Linked DNA regions of Mus musculus: region 1 is linked to region 2. The links are chromatin contacts, called in public HiChIP or PLAC-seq maps. All regions are on one chromosome and are shown on one strand. Each heading gives the region's core, a stretch centred on a gene start, on an enhancer-like site or on the middle of the called end of the contact. The rest is flanking DNA. Distances are from core to core; before and after follow the strand shown. Region 1 overlaps Nf2 (neurofibromin 2). Region 2 has its middle 16 kb from the start of Gm24803.

Region 1 (2,700 bases), core at 94-2,593, 490 kb after region 2:
TGCCTGCCTCTGCCTCCTGAGTGCTCAGATTAAAAGTGTGTGTTACCACTGCCTAGCCCAAGAAATCCATTTTCTAAGGATTGCAAATGCTTTTTTCTTTTAAACAATTAATGTTGGTGGTGGGCAAGAGACAAAACCACAGAAATGCATTAGTCTAACCTCAAAGAAACAGATGTCAAACACAAACTAATAAAACTTTTAATTATTTAATACTTACTAATTTGTGTGTGTTGTGTGAATGCATGCTTATGCCACAGCACACATGTGAAGATCATAGGACCATGTGCCGTACAGTAAGAACAAGAGTTCTCTCCTTTCACCGTGTGAATTCCATGACCTGAACTCAGCATGTCAGGCCTGGCAGCAATTGCCTATCTACTACTCCATCTCACTGGCCCTCATGACACACGAGAAACAACCTTCTGCATTCTTTTTTATTCTTATTTTTTTAAAGATTTGTTCTTATTTTGATGGTTTTTAGTTACGTATTTCTGTGTCTGTGCACATAAGTGCAAGTGCCCTCAGAATCCACAGGCCTCAGATCCCCTGGAGCTGGAATGTCAGGCAATTGTGAGCCTCCCAAACCACGAGCTGGGACTTGAACTCAGGTCCTGCTACAAGTAAAATATCTTTTAGGCCCTTGCTTATTGTGGTAGTACATTTCAGTGTGCCCTGGTTTTTTTGTTTGTTTGTTTGTTTTTTGTTTTGTTTTTAAAGTTTTTTTTAAGATGTTTATTTATTGTTATACATAAGTACACTGTAGCTGTCTTCAGACACCAGAAGAGGGCGTCAGATCTCATTACCGGTGGTTGTGAGCCACCATGTGGTTCCTGAACTCAGGACCTTTGGAAGAGCAGTCAGTGTTCTTAGCTACTGAGCCATCTCACCAGCCTTTTGGGTTTTTTTTGAGACAGGGTTTCTCTGTGTAGCCCTGGCTGTCCTGGAACTCACTCTGTAGACCAGGCTGGCCTTGAACTCAGAAATCTGCCTGCCTCTGCCTCCCAAGTGCTGGGATTAAAGGCGTGCACCACCACACCCGGCTTATGCCCTGATTTTTAATGCAAAAAAAAAAAAAAAAAAAAAAAATCCACAAAAACCTGCATTTAGGAAACAAATTAAGTAGAAAGCTATCCTAGAATACTGAAATCATGCTTAATTCAATTTACTCAACGTTAACATAAAGGCTGTCTGTAGGACCCCAAAAGGGGGAAGCAAAGAGTTTGTGGGATAGTCCAGGGGATGGCTGCAGCTGACCTTCAATGGCTACTCCTCTGTAGCCAAGCTTCCTGGCACCCGCCACCCAGCAGTGAGGAAAAGCCCGGTACTTGGCATGTGCTCCTCTGGAGGAAGCCATGAATACCGCAGCCAGCAGCCAAATCCCCCAACGAGCGAGAAACACGCTCTAGGGCCAGACCTGAACAGAACACAAATGCCTTTCTCTGCAGAGGCATGGTTCCCGGAGGCCTGCAGACCATTAATGGTCTGAATAGAAAACTAATTAGCCTCACAGTGAGAACAAGAGTTCCACCCAAACAAATTAGGAATCTCTAAGAGCAGTGGGCCCCGGGGAAAGACATTATTTCCAGGTGCTCCTTGGATTTCCCAAGAGGCCGGAATAATCAAACATTACATGGCCAGCATTCCAACAGGTCTCTGCTAAGAAGAGAACCGGGCCTGAGTCCCTCAGGGTACCAATGACACTTAATTTGATCTATTTCTGATCTAATTCGAAGCCCCAAATGAAACCAGGCTCTCGACCTTGTCTTCCCGTTTCTTCTTTACTACTGAACCATAAAGACTCTAAGCACCCTGGGATGAGGAAGTGACCCATCTGCCTGTGTGGCCTCGACTCAGTCTTTCTGAGAGCCAGGGAACTGGGGAAGGAGTCAACGCACCCGGATTGTAAAGTAGTTCACACCATACATCTCCAGGTCCTGAGCTATCTTCAAATACTCCATTTCAGCTTCATCCCTGTGAGGAGAATAGAAGACACCATTATTAGGGCTAAGTGACAAGGATGAAGGACAGACTCTTGCCAAGTCAAATATTCTGAGCATGCCTCTGGTGAGATAGAAGGGACCTGCAGAAGATGAGACAGACCAGACACAGCAACACTTTTCTCAACCCAGAGATTCCCATCCCCGTGAAAATAAGAAAACAGATTCATTACACTGACTCTTGGCTTCAATTTCACACTCTGGCCTTGGTAAATAGTGACATCTGTCTCAAGTGATTTAAAAAAAAGAACGTGGGGGCTGGGAGTGTAGCTCAGCAGCAAAGCACTCACTCCGCATGCGCAAAGCTCTAGGTTCCATCCCCGGCATTGGCAGAAAGAAAAAACAAAGCCACAGTGCATTCATTCTTTCCGACCTCAAATGCACGAAGTCACTGCCTGTCTCTGTGTACTTCCTTAACCTAGAGCTTCAGTAATGAAGGGGCCTCTCTAGAAGCTGACAACACCCACTTTCCTGGTTTTATCTCTTGGGTTACTGCTGAAGATTAAGGCAAGAACTATCTGAGCCATAAAACCCAGGCCAGTAGGTGAATGCTTCTGTGTTGTAAGTCGAGCTTAAAGCAAGCTCTGGATGCAGCAGTGACTTGCAGAAAACTCCCTGAGAGGTAAAAGTACTGAAGTATTTAACTCAAGCTTCCCTGTGACCTTGTTCTTGTCCTCTCTCTCATCTCGAAACACTCTCGAAT
Region 2 (2,700 bases), core at 111-2,610:
CTGCACTGCTGTAATGTTAAAGACGGAGCCGCTCGCGTGTATGCTGTAGGGTAACGCGGTGGTTCCGGGAATGAATACAAGGCCATGCTGGAGACTTAGCCCAGACCTTCGGTCTCATGCACAGCCCCTGGCTATTCTCTTTAAGCAAGACAAGCAGACAAAAACCCAAAACATTACCTCTTTCCTTTTGGATGTCTTGAGAGAAAGGTTTTAAAGTTTTATGAGCATGGAGCGCACCATGCAGTGGCTCAGGAGGTCGGAGGAGGGCACTGGATCCCCCAGAGCTGGAGGTACAAAAGGTCGGGAGCCTCCACGCGGGTGCTGGGAATGGAAACCTGGTCCTCTCGAAGAACAATAGTGTTCTTTACAGCAGGGCCATCTCTCCAGCCCCACGAGACAATTTTGATTTTTTTTTTCTCTCTCAGACATTTTTTTTTTTTTGGAGGAGGTCATTATACTGTAGCCCTTTTAGGTGGCCGAGGTCATTATACTGTAGCCCTTTTAGGTGGCCGTCTGCGTGATACGGAGATGGGAAGTATACGAGGCTTTCCTTTCTAGAAACATCTACTCTTCTCAGACGTTTGCTCTGATGGAGGCTGACCAGTGCTGACGTGGGCTTGCCCTGCTCTTTGCTTCCCACAGCCTTGTAGGTCAGAGCCCTTATAGCCTGATGCTGGTCGTTATTCAGTAATTCCCATGGAAAGGAAGGGGGCATCTCTAGGTTTGGGAATGGTGTGTGTGTGTGTGTGTGTGTGTGTGTGTGTGTGGTGTTAATTTCAATTCAGATTAAAATGAAGATGTTTAGAGACACACGTACATTCTGTCTCTGTCTCTGTCTTTCTCTCTCCTTTTGTCTCTGTCTTTCTCTCTCCTTTTTTGAGACAGGGATTCACTATGTAGCCCTGGCTAACTTAGAACTCAGCCTGTCTCTGTCTCCCAAATGCTGGGCTAACAGGTGTGTGGCCATGACACCCAGCTGAGAAAGCCCAGTTCTTGCCAGATGTACCTCCGCTCTGTCACAGAGTGGCTCTAACCACTGGTGAAGCATGCCTAAGGGCTTCCGTGCTAATTCTGAGAAAAAAAAAAACCAGTGCAGTTTTGCCCCTGGAAGGAGCTAGACTGGAGATAACCAGACAGGCCTCTGCACCCATCTCCCAAGCAGTAAAAAAGTGTGGAGGTGGGGTGTCAGGGGGTGGGGAAGATTCCTCATTTACATAGAAAATAAACTTCCTGTCCTATTAAACAATGAGGCATTCAAAATCTGCCCGAGTAAAAGTCCCCTGATGCAATGAGAGAGTGAGCAATTCCATGTCAGGCTGTTGTTATGGGATTTAAACATGTCCTAGCTAGGGCTTGAGGGGAAAGTCGGAGCCAAAGACAATAGCCTCAAACCCCACATGCGCAGGAACCTCATTCCAGCGGAGCTTCCTTAAGAGAGCCGGGCAGACTTTTCACAAACAGAGTGACTTCAAAGGTTGGGCCTGCATCAGCGCCTCCCTCCTCAACTTCAGCCCAGACCACCACAGGCCCCTTCGTCTCCCGGTTTAGTTTATAAGATTCTCACACACATTACAATGCAATTATCTGAGCTCATGGACCAACAGGAAAGCGCTCATCACAGGGTACTACTTCCTTTGTCAGGCACCGACCCTGGTCGCTGTAAGCTGATAGGCACTGCGCTGGCCACCGGGCACCCAGGCACACGATGCCCTTCACCCCAACACACCCAAGGCTCTTCGGTTGAATTCCCCAGGGAGGAGGCGGCCAGGGGATGGGGAACGGGGAAATTTTCTTACATCACTTGACGTGATTGCTTTCACTCACAGAATCCTGAGTCATGACTGTAGCCACGTTGCCTCCGGCTCTGGCTGAAATCAGCGGCTATAGATTTGGAAACCTGACTCCACGGCTGACTCTCATCCAGTTCATAGGAAGTGTGTATTAGTTTAGTGGCCCCTCTTCAGGCTGAAGTGCCTTCTAATTGAGGGGATTACGTGAGGAAAGTGGCTGTGTCGTGGCTTAGTAAGCTGATGCCATGCTAGTGAACAATATTTGACATTCGGCGAGTTTACAAAAAGGGCAGTCTCTCTGTTTGTTTGAACCAGATTAAGTGAAAGGAAAAGTTTTTCTTTCCCATCCCAAGACAAATGGGAAACACATGTTTTCCCCTTTTGACTTTGTAAGTACAAGGCTCCCCACATTTCTCCCCGCCCCCTCAGCTGAGAGCCTTCAAGGACCTCAGAGTGTTCCCTCTCTTCAGTGGCCAAAGCCAATACAGTGTGAGCCTTTATATTTCCAGACAGCAGGGCTCATGGACAGGGCCTGATTCCAGGTCACCACATGGGGTGTTCCTGAGCCTACAATTTTATGGGCAGATAAGATGGTAAAACCCGGTGCCAGGAGCCCCAGGCGCTGGGCTTACATGGAGAGCTTTCGCCCACATGACGCTATCAGATGCCACTTTGTTTACCTGTAAAACCATCCTTAAACAAAATTGAATAAATTTAAATAAAATTGCCTACATTCATTTCCAATTCTGTGAAGAATGTTCATATTCAGGTTAATTTATGGTTTTGGAGTTTTTGAGTTAGTGCCTCATTATGAAGGCCTTGGCTGGCTTAGAACCTGCTATGTAGACGAAGCTGGCCTCGAACTTATAGAGATCCACTCACCTCTGTGTGCCCTACCCCTAGGACCAGG

Evidence for each region. HiChIP or PLAC-seq counts read pairs in DNA pulled down with a chosen protein or histone mark.
Region 1: a contact with region 2 is called in an H3K27ac HiChIP or PLAC-seq map of embryonic stem cells, with 6 times the contacts expected there. The contact joins two enhancer-like sites. A contact is called at or near these places in 1 of 15 datasets of contacts at CTCF or cohesin (the NIH/3T3 cell line) and 4 of 115 datasets of contacts at active chromatin or transcription factors (astrocytes and embryonic stem cells).

Annotation. Positions count from the first base shown.
Region 1 is chr11:4,801,783-4,804,482 of GRCm38.p6, forward strand. Nf2 (neurofibromin 2) reads right to left here. Exons shown (of 17, transcript NM_001252250.1): 7 at 1,896-1,971. Among named protein-coding and RNA genes, the nearest start is that of Nf2, 46 kb to the right of the region's middle. Within about 2 kb of position 1,344, at least 95 of the 459 cell types and tissues checked have an H3K27ac peak or open chromatin away from gene starts, as enhancers often do. A contact at or near this core is called in embryonic stem cells, where this site is marked.
Region 2 is chr11:4,306,986-4,309,685 of GRCm38.p6, forward strand. No RefSeq gene overlaps it. Among named protein-coding and RNA genes, the nearest start is that of Gm24803, 16 kb to the right of the region's middle. Within about 2 kb of position 1,361, at least 151 of the 459 cell types and tissues checked have an H3K27ac peak or open chromatin away from gene starts, as enhancers often do. A contact at or near this core is called in embryonic stem cells, where this site is marked.